Linked DNA regions of Anas platyrhynchos: all the other regions are linked to region 1. A link is a contact called in public Hi-C data. All regions are on one chromosome and are shown on one strand. Each heading gives the region's core, a stretch centred on a gene start, on an enhancer-like site or on the middle of the called end of the contact. The rest is flanking DNA. Distances are from core to core; before and after follow the strand shown. Region 1 overlaps PRKAR2A (protein kinase cAMP-dependent type II regulatory subunit alpha). Region 2 holds the start of PRKAR2A (protein kinase cAMP-dependent type II regulatory subunit alpha). Region 3 overlaps LOC106019345 (a long non-coding RNA gene).

Region 1 (3,389 bases), core at 323-2,822:
TATACAACACTTTTGGCTTCAAAGGCTTCTCTGATAGCACAATTTGCTTATTATGTGAGCCCTTACAGACGAGTAAGAGAGCACCGTGAAAATAACCCTATCCAAATAGTGCAGAGAAAAGAACTAAAATAGGAAACTAATGCCTACAGCTTCACATTAAACACTGCTGGGCTAGAGACAAAGCAACATTACCATTTAGCTTGGTATCGCAAAAGGTCACATTGACCCGAGAACCTCTTCCAGGGTAACACAAAGGGACCAGAAACATCATGACAGTTTATTCTGAGGGAAAACAAAGCTTTGGGCAGTTTTCCTACTCTTCAAATTACTGACATGCTCAAGAAGATATTCAACACTGTCCATATCCCTTAAAGCAGACAAAATGGCATAAAGGTGAGTTGAAAATAAAGAATGTTATTTAGATACTGTTTTTCTCTTCTGCAAAATATGTGCATTAATGTCTCCACTGTTCTCTGCAGGATGAAGGGACATTTGTTTTTTCCCTAACAAAAGCTCTGATTACATCAAATGCAAAATGATAAAAAGGACAGATAAAACTAGCAACACAGTTTTTACAGATGACTTGTTCTAGAAGGGTGGCCAAAACCATTTGCACAATGGATCTTTTATGCAACAAGGTGAGATAACAAATCGTGATAAAATAGCTATTAGCACAAGGAATCATACTGAGAGAAGCACCTGCTGCTAGACATGGTGAGTTAGTATTTCAAACAGTATGCATGTGAGAGCAACTTCCTTTCCTTACCAGTCCCCAAAGGGCTCCTTCTGTCGTGGCAACGATGGTGGCAGCTCTAGGAGTGTTGTACAGCAATGCCAGTTCCCCAAAACTGCCGTGATTATCATAGCGGCCCACACAGCGTGCCTGGTTGTCTTTTGCTACAACAATATCATACAACCCCCTGGAAAACAATGGAATAGGTGCTTTTCATTAGACAACATTCCAGTACAGACAACAAAAACTTTTTTTTTTTGCTGTTATACAAATAGTCCTCTTATTGCTAGGTGTGACGGAACATGCTTTATTGAGTTTTCCAATTGCTTGACATTAAACTGATTCTAGCTACAGTATTTTCACAATATCTTTCCATTAATAAAGCATTTTAGTCCCGGTAGATCTGGCCAGAACCTAATTGCTTTCCTCTGCATAGTATTTTGACAATGCTGTTTTAAGTGATCCAGGCAGGGGAAAGAAAGGTAAGTGGATGGGTACAGATGCTCTTTAACTGCATCTGTCTTCTGACAGCATGTGTATTACCCAGTGAGGCCCCTTTGGGGTGTCTCAAATCCATCTATAACCTTTATTTGGCTGTTTTTTCAACAATAACTCTAAAGGTTGTTGCTCCTGATGCCTCTCAGAGAGGGAAGAGGTCTTTTTGATCTAGAAGAGCCATCTGTGAGCACCTTGAGTGAAACGGAAGAACTTCTTCCCATCCCTCAGCCTGAAAGTCACTTACTAGTGCTATTTGTTTCCAAATAACTATAGCCGTGTAACCTTCAGCCTAGCATTCAGATGTCTGCAGCCCAAGGACTCTATGGGTGAGGTGTCACTGGGTGACCTTGGCTCAGCCTTAGAGAGAACTTGCTGAGCTATGAGAGTCTGTGAGCTAAAGCTCTGCAAGGTAAGAAGAATAAAGACACAGACCAAAGTGTCATTGTTGAGATGGTAATCACACATAGCTCAAGGACTCAAAAGAAAAATGCTCACATGAAAAAATATAAAATCCCTAAGGAAAAAAAGCAGAAAAGGGCAACTCAGTAAGATGGTGGACACACCATGAGGATGTCCACCTCTGTCACATTTGATTGCCCTTGGCAAATGATCCAAAAGTCAATGGGAACCTAAAGGGGAACATGGAAAGACAAAAGGAAGAGGCAACAATGGCAAAAAGCATGTTTCCTTCGGAAACTATCTTGGAGTAAGTATTCCCTGCTATTTCTAAGAAGCTGAAAAGAAACATGCTTCACTTTTCAAAGGCACAGCTGCTTACCACTCAATAACATAGAAGTTGTCTCCATCATCCCCTTGATCAATCACATGTTCCTGAGGTTTCACCTTCCTCTCAAACATGGCATCAAGGACCTGAGACAGCTGCTCCTATAAAACAAACAAGAGCGGGGAAAAAACACACTCAGAAAACACAACTTGGCATTATTTGCTGGACAAAGGCAAATTCATTTGACCTGATCTGGATAATGAACTGCAACATGCACTGCATTATTTTTACTTGTGTGCAAATACAAGTAATTTTGATATTGAATTTTGCTTTCAACTAGAAAGTACCTCACTTTGTTTCTAGCTTATTAATATAAGTTCAATATTGCAGACAAACAGATGCTTCCCTTACAGAAGGGCTATTATCTCAAATTTATGTTCAAATTGCTTTGGCACTGAAATGGTATGCATAAGTTAAGCACATATGTATAAGCACGCTCTCGCTTGGTATAATCTGACACATCTTCACTGCAATGGATACATATGGATTTATATCAGCAGTACACATATTTCATTATATGTATGTCTAAAAACCACACCACAATTTATTATCTTATTTGCACTGTCATCAGCCAAGAGCCCCAACCATGACAAGGGCTGTACTCAACAAGCCTCTGGACAAAGTTATTTCCCCAGATACTCTGTGTCTTAGAGAACCTGCAGCTTCTGCACCAGATGAGATCAGGTAGCCACCGAAGGAGAACACATACAGAAAGTGGGATAAGCTTTGGCAGCATAGCAGACGCAAATGGGGTTTCTCTGATGAGCCATGACTAAACTTTCTGTTGTACACAGCACAGCCAAGGAAGTTGTAAAAGTCAAAGCCCACGCAGACAGCACAACCATACACGATACTGCTATTAACACTTTTGCAAATACAGGTCATCCAAAGACTTTTCAAAACTATCTATCTGTTCTGGTGAGAGAAGCCACTCATATAAAGGCTTCACCCATTTTCTGCAGGAGAGGTCAAACCACCCAGCCAGGGAAAATAAATGTTATCTCCTCCCCCTTAAACACTGCACTCATCCTACACCATTTTCACTTAATGACTAAAATTTTGAATTGAGATGTACAAGTTATTAAAATAAATGCCTAACACTTGCAGTATGCTAGAAGCACAATGTATTTGACAACATTACTTGTTACATTATTTTTCATTACAGCATTCCTCATGGTAAGTGCTAGGAAATTAAGACACAGCAGATAGGCAATTTGCTAAAGCCCACTGGAAGACAGTGAGATCCCACAGTGGTATTCCCACTGCAGACATGTGCTGATTTATTCAATACCTACACGGCACATCAGTTGCAGAGCTGGGGTTAGGAGCCATCTCACCCTACAGCCAAACAAGAGATAAAACTCTCTAACACTA
Region 2 (3,284 bases), core at 570-3,069, 43 kb after region 1:
CCAAGATGAAAAAATGTGTGGTATTAGAGCCTGTCCAGTGGGATTATCTGCGACTTTTTCAGTTTGTGTGTTTTATCTATCTTTAGAAATGATCCTTTAAATACTGAGCAGTCTGTAAGTACACAGGATCTGGTCTCCCATAACAATACAGAAGTATTTTCCTGTAAAGTTCACAGAGGACAGAGATATCAGAACCTCCAACTTCATCGGTTTCTAGTTAACAACGTCTTCCATGACACCATTACGACAGAAGTCTGAAAAAACACACAGCCTTGGTAGATCATCCCACACTCTGTTAAACAATGTGGAAATTGTTTCCTTGACCCTACAGAGAAGCTCTTGCCTGCCGTTAACTAGAACACGGGACTATTCCTTCCCCGGTTCGTTGGAACCAGAAGCAGGGAACAGCGCGTTTTTGCAGATAAGGAGCACACCAACACCCACTGACAGTGCCGCCCGCCTCCAGGGCTCTGACCAGCACAAGCAACACTGCGTGGTTCTGTTAGTTCTCCCTCTGAGACAGAGAGATGACAAGCAGAAACTTGAAGCAAAGGAGCCACTTTTCAGCTTTGGAAGCGACGAACTATTTGAGAAGCTGTTTAGCACCATAAAGTTTATAAATTTCCATCTGAAAACATTTAACTCCAGAGGACTGCTTCAGCTGCCAACATTGGCCAGGAAAACATTACACTTACTTCCCAGGAGAAGACCTTTCAGAGCCTACAAGAAGAGGAGCTGATCGCGAAATAAAGTTGCCTTCGAGGACATTAAAAAATAAATAAATAAATAAAACACAGAAACCTTTGTTCGCGTTATAGGTCAAGGGCATAAGACCTACACTTGAAGTTTAGGGAAAGCGTACCTTTTCCCCCCTTCCTCTCTAAATTACCTTCTGACAAGGAGAGACTATTCAGGGGGCATTCAGGAACCGCGCTCCCACAGCCTGGGGGTGCCATGAGGCACCACTCACCAACATTTCGGGTAATTTCTCGCACCCAGGCTCAGACAGAGCCCGAATCGCGCTCAGGGTGCGAAGCACAGAGCGGGGAAGGAGCGAAAATGGAAGAAGCACAGGAGGTGAGGCCAGGCCAGCGGGGAGGCACCTCTACCTGAGGGAGCTGCAGCCGGGAGGAGCGGGCGGCTGGGAGGGTGAATTTGGGCAAGGTGTGAGGTGATTCCAGCGCCCTGAGGCACAACGAGGAGCCTCGCTCCGTCCCCAGCCGCCGAGGACACTCTCACCGCGGCGACCGGGCGGCAGCGACACCCGACAGTCGCGACAGAGCTCGCCCATCGCCTCACCGCACCGCCACGGGGGCTCGGTCACCGGGAAGGACCCCGCCGGTTACCGGGGACGGGGAGGGAGAAGGACGGGGACACCTCCCCGGGGGGGGTGGGGGGACTTACGCTCGAAGTCGTCGTCGTCGTCGTCGTCGTCGTCGTCGCGGTCGGGCTCCTCGCCGTTGGACTCGGTCTGCATGGGCTCCCCGTCGAAGCTGACCACCCTGCGGCCGCCGCCGGCCGCCTCCCGCTCGCGGGCATCCCGCAGGCGGGTGAAGTACTCGGCGGCGAACCCGACCAGGTCGGCCGGCCGGTGCCGCAGCACCTCCACGGTGTAACCCTGCAGCAGCTCGGTCAGGCCCGGCGGGATCTCGATGCTCATGGTGCCGGCGGCGGCGACGGGGGGAGGAGGAGGAGGAGAAGGAGGAGGTGGAGGAAGAGGAGAACGAGCAGGCCGCCGCCCCGCAGCCGGTTGTGACGGTGGCGGGCTCGGGGCCTCCCTCGGCGGGCGCCGCCTGCCTCCCGCCGCTCCGGTCACACACACACGGGGGGGGCCGGGCCGCGGCGGCAGCTCCCCGGGCTGCGCAGGCGCTGCGGCGGGCGCCGAGCCAGCATGGAGGCGGGCGGCCGCGCGCAGGCGCCGGGGCGCTGAGGGGAGCGGCTGAGGGGGAGCCGCTCCCCGCCTCAGGTCTGAGGGAGGGGAACCGGGGGGAGCCGGGGTGATCGGCCCCGCAACCCCTCAGGAGTTCCCCGTACGCAGGGTTTGGGTGTCCCCGGGGGTGTAGGTGGCTGTCTGGGTGTGTTGGGGAGGAAGCGGGCTGTGCCCCGTCCTCTGCCCCGCAGCGAGGGCTGGAGGGGATGCGAAACGCCTTCGTGTGGTGCTTGTGAATCTGGCTTTGAAATTAATGTGCTGTGATGTGGTAGGGAGTAATTATAAACTGTGGAAGGTGGCGGACGCGCTCGCTCCTCGTCAGCCAGGATCCTGGACACGCACAAGTGTGTGGCAGAAAGGCGTTTTTTCACAGCTTTCCTCAGGTTAGTGACCCCCCGCACTAATTCCATCCTTCTTCATCTTTCTGCCAAGCCACAGTGCCCCCTGAGCGCCACAAAGGTGTGGGAGAAGGAGGCTTTTCCCCTTGGGGTTACAATGAGGGCCTCTGACCCCCTGGTTCTGGTCAAAATTCAGTCAATGAACACTCTTAAAGCTGCTGAGCACAGGAGAATACCTGAGCGTGTCTTCGGACCTTTGGGTAAAAGCCATAATGCCATCATCTGTGAAATGGTGGCAAGAACGTTTGTCTGCTTAACGCCAAGCACCTCAGACCATGAAGGGTTTGGGAAAAGTGAAACACCTCGTTAATCGCTTACACGTGGGAGCTTTGGAGACGCCTTGTATGTTCCTAAATGCGTTACTCGGGTTTTTCATGTACTCTTCGTACAAAACCTCCGTGCTTCATGCTGTTTGCATGTTCAGGGAAGGTCTGGCGGATGCCCAAGGGCAGCCGACTCGCTCCGTGGCACGGGGCCCTTAAGGTTTGACGTTGCTGGAAAGCTGCTGGAGAAGGTAGGCTGTGCAAACGTGAGGGGCGCAGGGACGCTGGCTGGGTGACACCACTGCCTGTTGTCAATGTAAATGTTTTTGTTTAATTCTTCCTTTGTTTCAACAATAAAAGGGCAGAAATCAACTTGTACTCAAAATACGGATTCCGCTTCGAAGCCCAGAATTGGCTGAGGCGATTCATTGTGTTGTGGTTTTGTTTGCTCGTGTGCCAAAAGGTCCCCTCGCTCATCCAGATGGTTTTCCCACACTCCCATGCAAAGAGAGTCTGCTCATCACTGTTGCTTGAAGGGCATGACTGCGAACACCCTATTTGGTGCTTTTCCTGGCTTTTTTTTTTCGGTGAGGAAGGACATTAGGGAATCTTGTGGCTCTTACAACAGCACCCAGCCTCTCTATTAGGTGTTTTGTGTAATATGGCTCCCATATTTTATGCCGGTAAGATTAC
Region 3 (3,311 bases), core at 671-3,170, 61 kb after region 1:
TATTTAGAAATCAATGCCAATTTTAATTTATCAACTCTGCCAGTGCCCAGGGGAAAATATTAAAGCATAAAATAGAAAATATCAATATGACTTTAAAGAAACTGTGGCCTGGAATACACTTTCTGTCAAAAGGAAAAAAATGGTGTATAGAACAAGCTGCAACTTGCTGTTATTGGAGGCCAAAACCAGAGAGGTGCCCAAAAGGTGGTTATAATGAAAATTGAGTCCAGAGTTCTGAAATGCGATCTGAGATGCGATCTGGAGCTCAGCACATCCCTCAGCTGTGGATGTGGCTTGGCAGAGCTGGAGGTGCGGGCTGGCGAAGTGCTGCAGTGCTCTGTGCCTCCTGCTCCTCTTCTAACTGGAGGCAGAGCTGGGGGCTAGGAGATCTTTGGTCTGATTAAGTAAGGCAGTTCCTCGTGACACAGTGTGCTTGTATATTTTCCAGAAAGAGCAACCTTAACCGTAATAAATTTTAGTTCGCTAGGAAACAAAACTAAAAAGACAAATTTTCCTTTTGTTTGCAGATTTCCCAACAGAGGAATGTCCTCAGACTGTACTGGTGGAAAATGTGGATTGAGATTATCCTGGAAGAACAGACTTCGACCTGCAAAAGAGGCACAGAGACCTTACTTTTCCCAAATGATTCAACGTGTCCTGAAGGTACTGCATCAGCCCATGAGGTGGCTTTGGCCCCTGCCTGTTTTGCTTTTGCCTGAGCCCCTTTTCAAGGTGCAGTGGAGGAGCCAGGCTTCGTGATCCGATTCCCATCAGGACGGTTCCCTGCACACGTCTCTACGCACTCCCACTTCTGAAGCCTAAGACAGAACTTTGTGAGAGGGCTGCACAGGTCAGTCTCTGGGACTCCCATGCCAACAAACACCTCTGTCATTTACACACATTCCTGTGCTGCCAAGCTGACAGCTGCTTGCTCACGTGGCGGGGCTGCACCAGCAATGCACAACTGTTGAACCGCAGGAGAGCTGGCAAAAAAACCCCTCCTCTGCCCCGTGGACACTGGTGCTGCCTCTGACATGGAGGAGGAAATCTCTGTCCCTGACCTCCCCAGGAACAGCTCACCTAGGGTCCCGGTTTGTCTTGCCTCACCTACCAGGCTGTTAGTGTCAGGCTTTAACAATCCGTTGCTGCTGCAGTTCCCATAAAGGTGGAAAATACAAAGCCACCCCCACCCCCCCATTTGTGTCCTTAACTGCACAGGCCAAGTACAGATAGAAAATTGAACTTGTTCATTTTGTTATTGTTACTGAGAGAAACGCCAGGAGTGACTGTGTTTTTGGAACAAACAGTGCTTGTGACACGGGAGTGGTTCATTCCTTCAGCTGGACCCACAGGTAGGAAAATGGGCAGGGGGGGGAAAGCAATTTTTCATCAGCACACGAGATAACTAGTCCATATTACAAGGTATCACTCCTCTCAAAAGAGACAAACATTTCACATCATGCTGTGCCTCACCCGTGATGCCTCCTGAAGAAGCAGAACCACCTCCAGGCTCAGATGAAACCCAACCTTGCAGTCCCAACGCAGCTTTTGCTGAATGGAAACAGGGTGGACCTGGGAAAAAAGAGGCTGGGAAGCTCAGCTTTCTGCACCTGTACTCACAAGGTGGGTAAAGACAGAGATTGTTGTTGCTGGGAAGGCTGCACATGGTTTCTGTATGCACCTTCCCCACCTCAGCAGCAGCAGCAGCCTGCCTGTTTCCTTGCGGTGCTGGCACTAACAAAACAGGAGAAGACTCAGATCTCCATGTTCCCTTCTCTCCTACCTATTGCCTGGGGCAGCTTCAGGCTCCTTTCCAAGAGAAGCCTCTGCTGTTGGAGCCGGAGTTCAACCACGTTACAAAAGCCCGTGGTGTCTTGAAGCTAAGCACGCCTGCGGCTGCTGGGAAGTGAGCGAAGGCGCTCCGAGAACAGCCAGTTCCCTTCCTCGGAGAGATCTCCCATCAGTTGCCAGTTCCTGAACTTTGGCTCCAGCCAGGAGGCAGTCAGCAAATCAGATAATTGCCTGGCAGTGATTGATACAGAGTCAAGGGTGAGTGGGGAGGGGGGGAATGAGCGGGCAGGATTGTGTTTCAGAGGGAAGTGTTTTTTTTAGGGTTTGTCTATGCAGGCAGCTGGGAGCTTTTCGAAGTCACATTGGCTTAACCTGAGCAGGAGACTCGCTGTAGTTTTACACCTTTTCAGCATTTCAGCTGGTTCTGCTGAAATCTGTATAGGGATTAAAGATGAGAAGGGACAGAAAATTGGTTTCCCTGCCTTTACAGAGAAAAAGTACTCAAGGCTAAATGGAAGTTTAATATATTTTGACTGTATTAATGCAGAGAGGAAGAGCAAGCGCCTGCCACTGATAAATAACTATTAGGAAACAGTATTAGAAAGTACTACCAAAAAGAAATGGTGCTGCTAGGATCTGCTTTCAGCGTTGGGGTGTTCACAACCAGGCAGCTCAAAATTTACTTAGGTATCAACAGCTGGTGTGCAGCTTCTCTCAAACGCAGCACAGCAGCCCTGCTAGAGGAAGGGAGGTCAGCTCACTGCACAGCTGGACATTTCAGCCCTCCAGTCAGCCATACCTAGGGTTAGCAAGAGCATCATGTACCTCAGCAAATTTACATTCAAACTGTTATCTACAAAGGGAAGTAAAGCTTATCTGTAGCCTATTGCTGTAACTTTGATACTGATCTTTATAGCCATGTTTCCAGTAAGCCTAGAGAGAACCTGTGAGTTACGAACTGCTTAAACTAAACTGTCTGAATGTGGAGATCTTAGTAAAATTCCTATCCATCTTCTAATTAAGGTTTGTGTTTTTACCAGGTTTGAGACGTAGTTGCAGAACTGTTCTAACACTGAGCTGGTGGGAGATGTCTGCAGTTAGACACAAATGGCACTGCGTTAGAAATGCTCTTCCATTTCAAGCACGCAACATCACGCAGTGTGCTCTGCCCTGCAGCCCATTCCCTCGCTTCCACTGGGTGCTTTCTCAGGCAGTGTCTGCTGCACAGAAAGAGGGGACAGTCATCTGGCAAATTTTGTATGGCAGAATCTGAGACACAAGCAGCTTTTTAAACATTTCCAGGCACCTTACCCAAAACTTTTCTCCTCCCACCACTGTTGTTGGAAAGCAGCTGCTTGTTCCTGATCTCCATCTTCTGTATTTTATCTAAAAGCACCAAATGGAATCGAGCATGTTAAACAGCCAGAATTTTATTATGCAAAATGCAAAGCTCTCGGAAAACTTCAGCTTGGGAAGAATATAATTAGGATAATTGAAATTGGAAAAAGAATCTGAAGTGC

The links. Hi-C and Micro-C count contacts between places; a contact is called where the count stands out from the background.
Region 2: a Hi-C map of small yellow follicle shows a contact between it and region 1, with 1.7 times the contacts expected there. The contact joins the promoter of PRKAR2A here to the enhancer-like site in region 1. A contact is called at or near these places in 2 of 8 Hi-C or Micro-C datasets (skeletal muscle and small yellow follicle).
Region 3: a contact with region 1 is called in a Hi-C map of liver, with 5 times the contacts expected there. The contact joins two enhancer-like sites. A contact is called at or near these places in 5 of 8 Hi-C or Micro-C datasets (F5 follicle, liver, skeletal muscle and 1 more).

The regions. Positions count from the first base shown.
Region 1 is chr13:9,359,074-9,362,462 of IASCAAS_PekinDuck_T2T, forward strand. It overlaps PRKAR2A (protein kinase cAMP-dependent type II regulatory subunit alpha), which reads right to left. Exons shown (of 11, transcript XM_027468049.3): 5 at 2,010-2,116; 6 at 767-920. Among named protein-coding and RNA genes, the nearest start is that of RPP14, 15 kb to the left of the region's middle. Within about 2 kb of position 1,573, at least 4 of the 8 cell types and tissues checked have an H3K27ac peak or open chromatin away from gene starts, as enhancers often do. A contact at or near this core is called in F5 follicle and small yellow follicle, where this site is marked.
Region 2 is chr13:9,402,193-9,405,476 of IASCAAS_PekinDuck_T2T, forward strand. It overlaps PRKAR2A (protein kinase cAMP-dependent type II regulatory subunit alpha), which reads right to left and starts at 1,820. Exons shown (of 11, transcript XM_027468049.3): 1 at 1,405-1,820. The coding sequence starts at 1,660. It overlaps LOC106019345 (a long non-coding RNA gene), which reads left to right and starts at 1,912. Exons shown (of 3, transcript XR_003500404.3): 1 at 1,912-2,313.
Region 3 is chr13:9,419,466-9,422,776 of IASCAAS_PekinDuck_T2T, forward strand. It overlaps LOC106019345 (a long non-coding RNA gene), which reads left to right. Exons shown (of 3, transcript XR_003500404.3): 2 at 528-2,049. Among named protein-coding and RNA genes, the nearest start is that of SLC25A20, 15 kb to the right of the region's middle. Within about 2 kb of position 1,921, at least 1 of the 8 cell types and tissues checked has an H3K27ac peak or open chromatin away from gene starts, as enhancers often do. A contact at or near this core is called in F5 follicle, where this site is marked.